Linked DNA regions of Mus musculus: all the other regions are linked to region 3. Evidence: chromatin contacts called from public Hi-C data. All regions are on one chromosome and are shown on one strand. Each heading gives the region's core, a stretch centred on a gene start, on an enhancer-like site or on the middle of the called end of the contact. The rest is flanking DNA. Distances are from core to core; before and after follow the strand shown.

Region 1 (2,994 bases), core at 97-2,596, 180 kb before region 3:
TTGATGCTCTTTCAGAGGGCCAGGGTTCTGTTTCCAGCACCCACATTAGACAGCTGTAACTACAGCTCTGTGAGGTCCAGTGCCTTCTTTCAGCATCCATAGGCATGCATGCACACAAATAAAGAAGTGAGAGTAGGTGGGTTGGTAAGTTGGGGGAGAGAGGAAGAGATAGGAGTTTTCAGAGGAGAAACCAGGAAAGGGAGATAACATTTGAAATGTAAATAAAGAAAATAAGCTGGGCATCTTTAATCCCAGCACTTGGGAGGCAGAGGCAGGTGGATTTCTGAGTTCGAGGCCAGTCTGGTCTACAGAGTGAGTTCTAGGACAGCCAGAGCTACACAGAGAAACCCTGTCTCTAAAAACCAGAAAAACAAAATAAAACAAAACAACAACAAAAAGAAAATATCTAATAAAAAAATAGAGAGAAAAAAGTAAGTAAGTAAGAAGTAGGTGGGTGGGTGGGTGGATAGAAGTGTTAAGTTTTCATCTCTGATGAGTAGCATTTCAAAGTGCCTATGTACAGTACTCATCATCTGTTCAATGCCATGTCATTCTCAAAGGAGGAAACAACACCAAGATCTGTGGCAAAAAGAAACATGTTTCCTCTTAAGACCTATGTAAAAATTCAACTGTGTTATGATAGAAATAAACCTTCCATCCTCTGGGAGGACAAAGCAGAATAACCAATAAAGCTTTTAAAATGGTATTCAGCGGTTCATGTGAGCTTGGCAAACACATTCTTTATAAGTAACAGATTTCAAAGAACTTTTGGATATTTATTTCTACGTCTCTTTTGAATTGTCTTATGTCATATTTTATGCAATCCAAATATTAACCAAAAATATATTTATCATGACTATTAGCAATTAAAAATAACACCAGTGTTTTTCAAGATGGCTGTCGTCAGCTTCAGTGGAAACATTTCCAGTAAACTAAGGAAATAAGAGTTTCTTTGAAGGAATGCAAAGCCATCTTCCAGCACAGACAAGCCTCCTGTTCAACATTGGGTTCTGATTAACCTGTGGCTGGCTTTTGAGACTTTCATAGATATTAAAAGGAGGTTTTCTGAATTGTTCTCTTTGGATATTTTGGAACGATAGAATAAAGATTTTTCTATTGCAAGTTTTCTCAAAAGGAAAATAAATGTTACAAGTTTGTCCCTCTCTGAAGTGAGTTCTCATCATGAGTAAACATGTGCCTGTGAGCACTTAGTCACCTTTCTCTCATTTCCCACCAATGGCTTCTCATAAAGAACAACTTTCCCTGTTTTCTTAAGCTTAGCAACACGAGTTAAATGCAGTCATGAACTCCAGCAGTTTATCATTTGAGAGCTTCCAGTACTTGATTAACCAAGTGCTCACTACATATGCATCAGCCTGGGGGAGCCTCCACTGTGCAACAGCTGTCTCTGACTGTCACTGTGTTTATATGATCTTTACAAGCTCCTTTAATCTTAGTTCATCGACTGCTTTCCCAGGTATGTGGACCTTGAAGAATGTGTAATGCACATCTCAGTGTCTAGTCCTGATGATAGAACTTAGGAGAAACTAAATTGACAACAGCACTCAGTATGTCTAGACATCCTCTTCATCATGTCGTCCAGTCCTTAGAGCATGATCTGACTTAGAGTTAGACATTGCTCAAGAATTCACAGATACCTTTCTGCTAAGGCTCAGAGAGGACATAGCATGAGTCCTATTCTACACTCAGTAGCCATCAACTCTAAAGTTACATGCTTTTGATATTTATAAGTTCACTTATTCTGCCAACCTTATAAGTCCATGAACACTTTTAAACCTAGTTATACAAATGTTTTGTTAAGAAGTAGCTGCCAAAGTGCTGGCTTCCTAAGCTAGATTTCCTAGATTTTTATAGTTGCTTTAATTTCTAATTCTGGCTCTGCGCTTACTCTGCTTCGTTGGCTTACATCTATCTCCCTGCCTACTTAGGACTCTGAGATTGCTCAGAGCTGGTTTCTTGCCAGGGTTTAAGACGGCTAGACCCGCCACCTTCTGCCCTTAGAGGCACTGCAGTAAACCTTCACAGCCTGGAAAACATGCAGACACATTTTCAGAACTAGCATTCCTTTTCTAATCCTGTTACCTTTTGAACTTCTTTGGTAAAGAATCCAACTTTGTCCACTGTCCTTGAATAACTTATAGTTCCTTGTATCGGCATGTGCTTAAGCTTGTCTCACAATCAATCAATTATCTCCAAATAAATAAATAAATAGATAAAGGGTAAATAGCCAGATGTGCAGTGTTGTGAGTGCTGCTAATCCCAGCATAGGCAGGCTGATCAGGCCAGTCTGCTCTACCTAGTAAGTTCTTGAATAGTTCATGCTACAACCCCATCTGAGGAGAGGAGAGAGAGGGAGCATTATGTATGTGAGAGGGGGATCATATTTTTATTTACTAAACCTATTTCCTGTTTTTCTGATTTATTAACTGAGTAGTGTACTTTGAGGCTTTCTATAGTGGTGTATGGAATATTCTCTGTTGTTTGTAGCAGTGGCAGAGTGTTTTGGGCAGTGTTTATAGTGCTGTCACAAATTATTTTATTTTCCTTGAAGTGGGTATTGGGTTTCCCTGAATTTTTATTGCTTCAGATTATCATGGAGTCACCTTCCTTGAATATTAATCTATGCGTTTTTAAATGTTTCTGTAAAAGTGTAGAGAACTACATATGTTACATCTGATTCCAAGGGCATGGATTTTTAAAGATTGGATGAAAAATTCTTTGGGGACTCCCCTGTCTATACAAAAGCACTGCATGTTAAGTCACATCTACCACATGTGGGAGTAGCCATTTCCCCTCCATCCCCCACCCTTACCATATTAGTGACCTTTTGTCTACTTCAATTAATGAAGAATTGTTTTATCTCATCTGTCTCGGTGGACAGTGTGTAGACCTGCCTGCTTATCTTAAACACGCTTCAGAAGAATTAAACAGTAAAGAATTAAAAATGAAAACAGATTCATAATTACCTAAAAA
Region 2 (2,769 bases), core at 270-2,769, 240 kb before region 3:
GTGAATCAGTCCTGTTGTGTTGGAAGGTGCTGTTTCATTGATGTCTTCCACCACCTCTTAGAATCTTCCCGCCTCCTGTTCCTCAGAGATCCCAGAATCTTTAGCTGGGGAGGGGTTTGATGAAGACATCCCATTTGGGGATGAGTTTGCCAAAGTCTCTTACTCACTAAACATTGTCTAATTGTGAGGTTTTGTGTTGATTGCTGTCTTCCAGAAGAAGCCTCAGTGGTGAGAGTAAAGGGGTCCTGCAGCTGCAGCAGGGTGCAGGTCCAGGTGTCACATGGGAGGAGTCACCAAAGAATGGAGATGGTCTGGAAAGAAAGGCTGAGAAGGGCAGCAGGGAAGAACTAAGAGACCCTGGGTCTTCACCAAGAGACTAAGTTCCTATAGGAGAGAGGAGGACTAGGAGAAGGAGCTAGTTTGGTTTCTTTATAACCCCAAAAGTTGTGTAAGGAGTAAGTCTTATAGCTGGTTTCTTAGTAACACAACTGGTGTAGACTTTACACAACACCTTATGAGGTATACACCCAAACTGAAAATGAGGCAAGATTCACATGAACACATTAGAAAACTGTTTAACTTCTTGTTTTAACTTCTTATATTTGGTTCAATAAATTTAAATATTGGGTCTAGCCATGTAGTACCCACATAGTGTACTTGCCTGCTATGTGGGTAGCTGTGACTTTGACCACCAAAACTATCACAAAATAAAACATGAGTAAATAACCGACAACAAGAAGAAACAAAACAGACAAACAAAATCTCTTTGAATGAAGAACTTCTTGTCTAGAAATATTCCTTTCTTACATTCTTAAGAACTTGCCATCACAAAGTTAAGAAATGAAAATAAAATCTCAAAATGCTAATGTAATTCTCTCCTACCTTTATTAACTGGTAATTTGGTTTGAAGGCTTTAGTAACAATTCCTCGTTTTCAGGAAGCAGGAGATGGAATGCTCTGTGTACAGCTTGGGCTTACAGCTCACTGGTTTTCCTATCAGCTGGCTGCCTTGCTCACTGGTTTTCCTATCAGCTGGCTACCTTGTACTTTTCTCAGTTGTGTGGAAGAAGTGTTCCCGTTCACCTGCACACTGTTCTAGACAGTAAACTGTCAAGCAGGTCCTTACAGGAGGAACAGGAGTAGAACATACCCTTGTCACTTCTTTTTAAGCTATTTAGTCTACCCACTCCCTTTCATACTGGTCAGCACTAGATTAGGATTGCTTATCCTCTAATTATAGGACATATGTCACTAATACAACTATCATTTTTATAGAAATGTTTATAACTTTAAGTCGTTATAATGAGAAGAAACTTCTAAATCATTTTCTTCTCCTTTTTCATCATGACTTGGAAAATAAAATGAATATAATAAATACAGGAAATTTGTGAAAGAAATTTTATGAGAAAAATAATCATGCCAGACATACTGTTCTTTATGGCTTTGTTAAAAGCAGCTCTGAACTGTCTGGTGCGTATTTGGGCCAGCTACAGTACCCTTACGTCTGTTCTTTTATGACACGAGTAAGGAGGAATTGGAGGCGTTTGAACACTGTCCGTATGAGGCAGGATTTGTGCTCATTAACTGAAGCTCTGTGTCATTTTTTCTTTTGTTCACCTCCTCTCAGTGATTTCTAGTGGTAAATGTTCAAGTGACACAGTTATGAAGAACAGTTCCCATTAAGTGACCGACATCTGCCTCTTGCTGCCAAGGTTCTGGCAAAGAAGAGAAATTAGTGTCGATATCTTTTGCTTCAGCCTTTTACTTTGTTATAAATCACTTATTGTAGACTTTGACTAATGTTTATATTATGGTGTTTCTAATTTTAACTGCCTACCTTTAGCATCCTGTTTTCAGATGTTGGCCTTGAAGGCCACTGTAATCTTGGAGAGCGAGGTATTCCTGATGGGTTCCCAGAACTCTGCTGTAGGGCTTGCTGTATAAGAGATTCTCAGTAGCTGTTAGTACATTTCCTGCGAAATTATATCACTAATTACATATAAAACAATACCAGTAGTTCAAAGTATGAAAATAAAAACAAATGGATCTGAAAAGGGGAATCTTTCCTATTATTCCTTGACACCTATCTTGCACACAGCCTAGTAGAGAATTCACCACTGAGCTCTGTTTGCAGCTGTGCTTGGGAGGTTTGCTTTTCTCATTAATACGTGTACTTGAGTCCCTGGAGAGTTAGGAAGTAGTAAGCATCCAATAACAATGATAAACTATCTGAGGACTATTGTTTTTAAATTTTCTATTAATCCTATTCCCCCTGCCCCATCCCCTCTTTAGGAGATTTTAGTGTGTGGCCATTCCTTGGAAGTGAACATAACCACAAACCTGGACTTCTTCCTAAGTGTGGCTCAGGTTCAACTCTTACATCAGTTAATAGTAGCAAATATGACTGGATTGGAGCCATCAACCAAGGCTACAGAGGTAACTATTACCTGATGTCTATTCTTATTGCGTTTTTACAAACTTTATAAAGGACACTTAACTAAACGCTTTCTGTTAACTAGCCTGCATTAACTTTTTCCAAAATATGTCCATAAACTGTTTTAGATTGATGTCTTATGTTTTTAATTTGTATAGTCTCTTTTCCTCTTATCATGCAACTTCAATAAATCACTGTAGACTGACTTAAGAAAATGTTAGGAATAAGAGTTTGTTTCTAAAGTGAGCTGTGAGAACCCTGGTGTCATTGTCAATTACTTAGTTATTTCCCATGATAGGGCCTTTAACTTTGTTAGCATTCTGTAGTAGCATCCT
Region 3 (2,700 bases), core at 39-2,538:
GGGAAGTTGTCTTTTTTTAGGAAAACCAAACAGAATCATTGCCTGGGTTCCTTTGTTGACTTTTCTATCAGTCAATGTCCAGATTACCAAAACTTCATAAATCTTCTATAGCAAATAGGGTTTTTCCCTCAGAATACCAAGTGATAGAGTTTACTTTCTCCCTTTATTAAGACTGAAGTCATGACCAGGTGCGGTCACGCTTGCTGAGGAAGATCACAAGTTCAAAGCTGATGTAAGCCTGTATAAGAGAGCAGAGGAGGGCCGGGCGTGGTGACACACGCCTTTAATCTCAGTACTTGGGAGGCAGAGGCAGGCGGATTTCTGAGTTCAAGGCCAGCCTGGTCTACAAAGTGAGTTCCAGGACAGCCAGGACTATACAGAGAAACCCTGTCTTGAAAAAACAAACAAAAAAGAGACCAGAGGAAGAAAAGGGAACAGTGAATTCACAAGTTGTAAAGTGGAAACATTTCTTGACAATCTACCTGGGACTAAGGAGTATAACCTTAAACATAACCTGTAAAATGAGCTCAGAAACATAGGTAGGCTAGGCATGTAGTCAGCGGTCGGACTTTAATCTCTTAAAACTGGATCCATAGAGGACTTCAAAAATCTTTCCCCCAAGTCTTGAGAAATTATTGGCAAGGTGCAAAGGTCTTAGCCACTCAGTGCTGCTGGCATGTCTTCTCATCCCACCTCACAAACCCTGGCTGCCACCTGAAGGGAACCAGCCCATGCTCTTGTGCCCGCAGGTGCCTTGACATCCATCACCAACTTGGCCACCAGCCTGGCCCGGAATATGGGCCGGCTCTCGCTGGACGAGGAGCACTACAACCGGCAGGAGGAGTGGCGGCGGCAGCTCCCTGAGAGCCTAGGTGAAGGACTGCGACAGGGCCTGTCCAGACTGGGCATCAGCCTGCTCGGTAAGAGACTCGATACTCCTGTCTGCATTCAGCTTTGGAAGCTCCAGGGATGGCCACGTGGCTTCTCGTGGGAGTGGTTGTGGAGTTCGCGACCTTTCATAAATAGAACTGAGCTATGAAGGAACAGTCCCTGGCAGTGCATCTGAGGAGCACTAGGGCAGGAGCAGTTCTACAGTGTGGTGCTGCTCCTTAGCAGGGCTACCTCAGGACTGCCTGGGGAGGAGATTACCAGACACAATACCTGTGCTCCATCTTCCCTACTTAACATGGGTCTTGGTATACAATCTCCAAAGCAAAGGACGAGGGCACAGGACACCCCTAAGCACTTTGAGAAGTGAGTTCCCAGCAACCTTGGGAAAGCATCTACTTCCCCTTAGCATGGCTGCTTGCTTTGTTTGAGCAGCACTTGAGCAGTGTGCACGTGCTGTGTAAACTGTAGTCAGGAGCCAGCTTCCTTCCCCCACCCCCTTGGATTTCTTTATTTCAGATCAGCCCATCTCCAAGCAATTATTGTTTGTCAAGCAGCCCGGTGGTATAGTTAGAGGGGAAGATTTCCATGGGTATTGCAAAGGATCAAGTGTTTGAAAATAAGTTGCTTTGGGAAAATCTATAAAAAGAAAACTTCAGAGTTAGAAATTTACAGAGCAGGATTTTTCAAGGGTGTTTTTGTTTATTTGCTTTCAAAGGAATTTAAAACTATACTGCTTGGCACCCTGCCTTTCTAGCATCTGAGGGAGTATGTAGTGTAGAGATCAAAGTGACCGTGGAAGTGTAGAGGCCAGAGTGGAAGAGATGAGCCTGAAAGGTTTCCTCCTCCCTTGTTCTGGTGTCTGTGCAGTGCAGAGCCTCACCAGCACAGAGGAACTTCTCTGTGGGAGGAAGTGGTACAATGTTACAAGTGCAGGTTGACTTGCCAGAGACTAGTTAAGCACTAACAGTTTGTGGTGTGGGGTATGTCATTTGATAATGAGTGGAAAGTGGGGCCAGTAGGTAAACCAGCAGTCCCCTTGCTTGCTTTGGGGAGGACGGTGTGGCAGTGGGTAGACTGTGTCCCTCAGGGCCCTGGACTCCAAGATAGGTTATCCAAGTCCTTTCTTTGTTTGTTTTTTGTTGTTGTTGTTGTTGTTTTTGTTTTTTGAGACAGGGTTTCTCTGTGTAGCCCTGGCTGCCCTGGAACTCACTTTGTAGACCAGGCTGGCCTCGAACTCAGAGATCCACCTGCCTCTGCCTCCCGAGTGCTGGGATTAAAGGTGTGCGCCACCACGCTCGGTGTTTTTCTTTCTTTTTTTTCCCAAGTCCATTCTTTGTGACCTTAGGTAAGTGTTTAACTTCTTTAATCCTGGATTTGTTTATAAACTGGAGCTGATAATACAGTTGTTAGAAACAATGAACAGGTAGGGGCCACAGGGCACACACAGAGTCGAAACTAATTAGTGCTATATTCTGCAATCATAGAGACTAAACATTGTCCTGACTCAAGAGTAGCATTTGAGCAACCACAGGCACATTCTTGGGGAAGTTTAGTCCAATGAAGATACTCTGTCCAGAAGTAGTTATCAATAATAATAAAGTTATCTTGGGGGGCACAAGCTTGTTATTTGGAGACTTTGGATTATTTTAAGCTAAAATTGTTGCCTTAAATGTCCTTTCCTTTGGAAATGATTGCTTTCTTCACCTATCTAAGAGATCTGAGCTGACTGTCACAGGCTGTCTCCATCCTTGTCCTGACTCCCTTTTGGCCCCAAGATTCCATACTCTTCCCAGAAGGAAAAGCTCTGGC

What was found. Hi-C and Micro-C count contacts between places; a contact is called where the count stands out from the background.
Region 1: a contact with region 3 is called in a Hi-C map of uterus. The contact joins two enhancer-like sites. A contact is called at or near these places in 4 of 484 Hi-C or Micro-C datasets (Th1 cells, cranial neural crest and uterus) and 2 of 115 datasets of contacts at active chromatin or transcription factors (embryonic stem cells and fibro-adipogenic progenitors).
Region 2: a contact with region 3 is called in a Hi-C map of uterus. The contact joins two enhancer-like sites. A contact is called at or near these places in 13 of 39 promoter capture datasets (the 3T3-L1 cell line, 3T3-L1-derived adipocytes, the HPC-7 cell line and 8 more), 9 of 484 Hi-C or Micro-C datasets (the HL-1 cell line, embryonic fibroblasts, large pre-B cells and 3 more) and 1 of 115 datasets of contacts at active chromatin or transcription factors (kidney).

The regions. Positions count from the first base shown.
Region 1 is chr15:35,739,790-35,742,783 of GRCm38.p6, forward strand. All of the region lies in intron 34 of Vps13b (vacuolar protein sorting 13B), which reads left to right. Among named protein-coding and RNA genes, the nearest start is that of Mir875, 80 kb to the left of the region's middle. Within about 2 kb of position 1,347, at least 2 of the 459 cell types and tissues checked have an H3K27ac peak or open chromatin away from gene starts, as enhancers often do. A contact at or near this core is called in uterus, where this site is marked.
Region 2 is chr15:35,672,517-35,675,285 of GRCm38.p6, forward strand. Vps13b (vacuolar protein sorting 13B) reads left to right here. Exons shown (of 62, transcript NM_177151.4): 33 at 2,293-2,436. Among named protein-coding and RNA genes, the nearest start is that of Mir875, 13 kb to the left of the region's middle. Within about 2 kb of position 1,520, at least 2 of the 459 cell types and tissues checked have an H3K27ac peak or open chromatin away from gene starts, as enhancers often do. A contact at or near this core is called in uterus, where this site is marked.
Region 3 is chr15:35,916,298-35,918,997 of GRCm38.p6, forward strand. It overlaps Vps13b (vacuolar protein sorting 13B), which reads left to right. Exons shown (of 62, transcript NM_177151.4): 58 at 750-920. Among named protein-coding and RNA genes, the nearest start is that of Cox6c, 21 kb to the right of the region's middle. Within about 2 kb of position 1,289, at least 55 of the 459 cell types and tissues checked have an H3K27ac peak or open chromatin away from gene starts, as enhancers often do. A contact at or near this core is called in uterus, where this site is marked.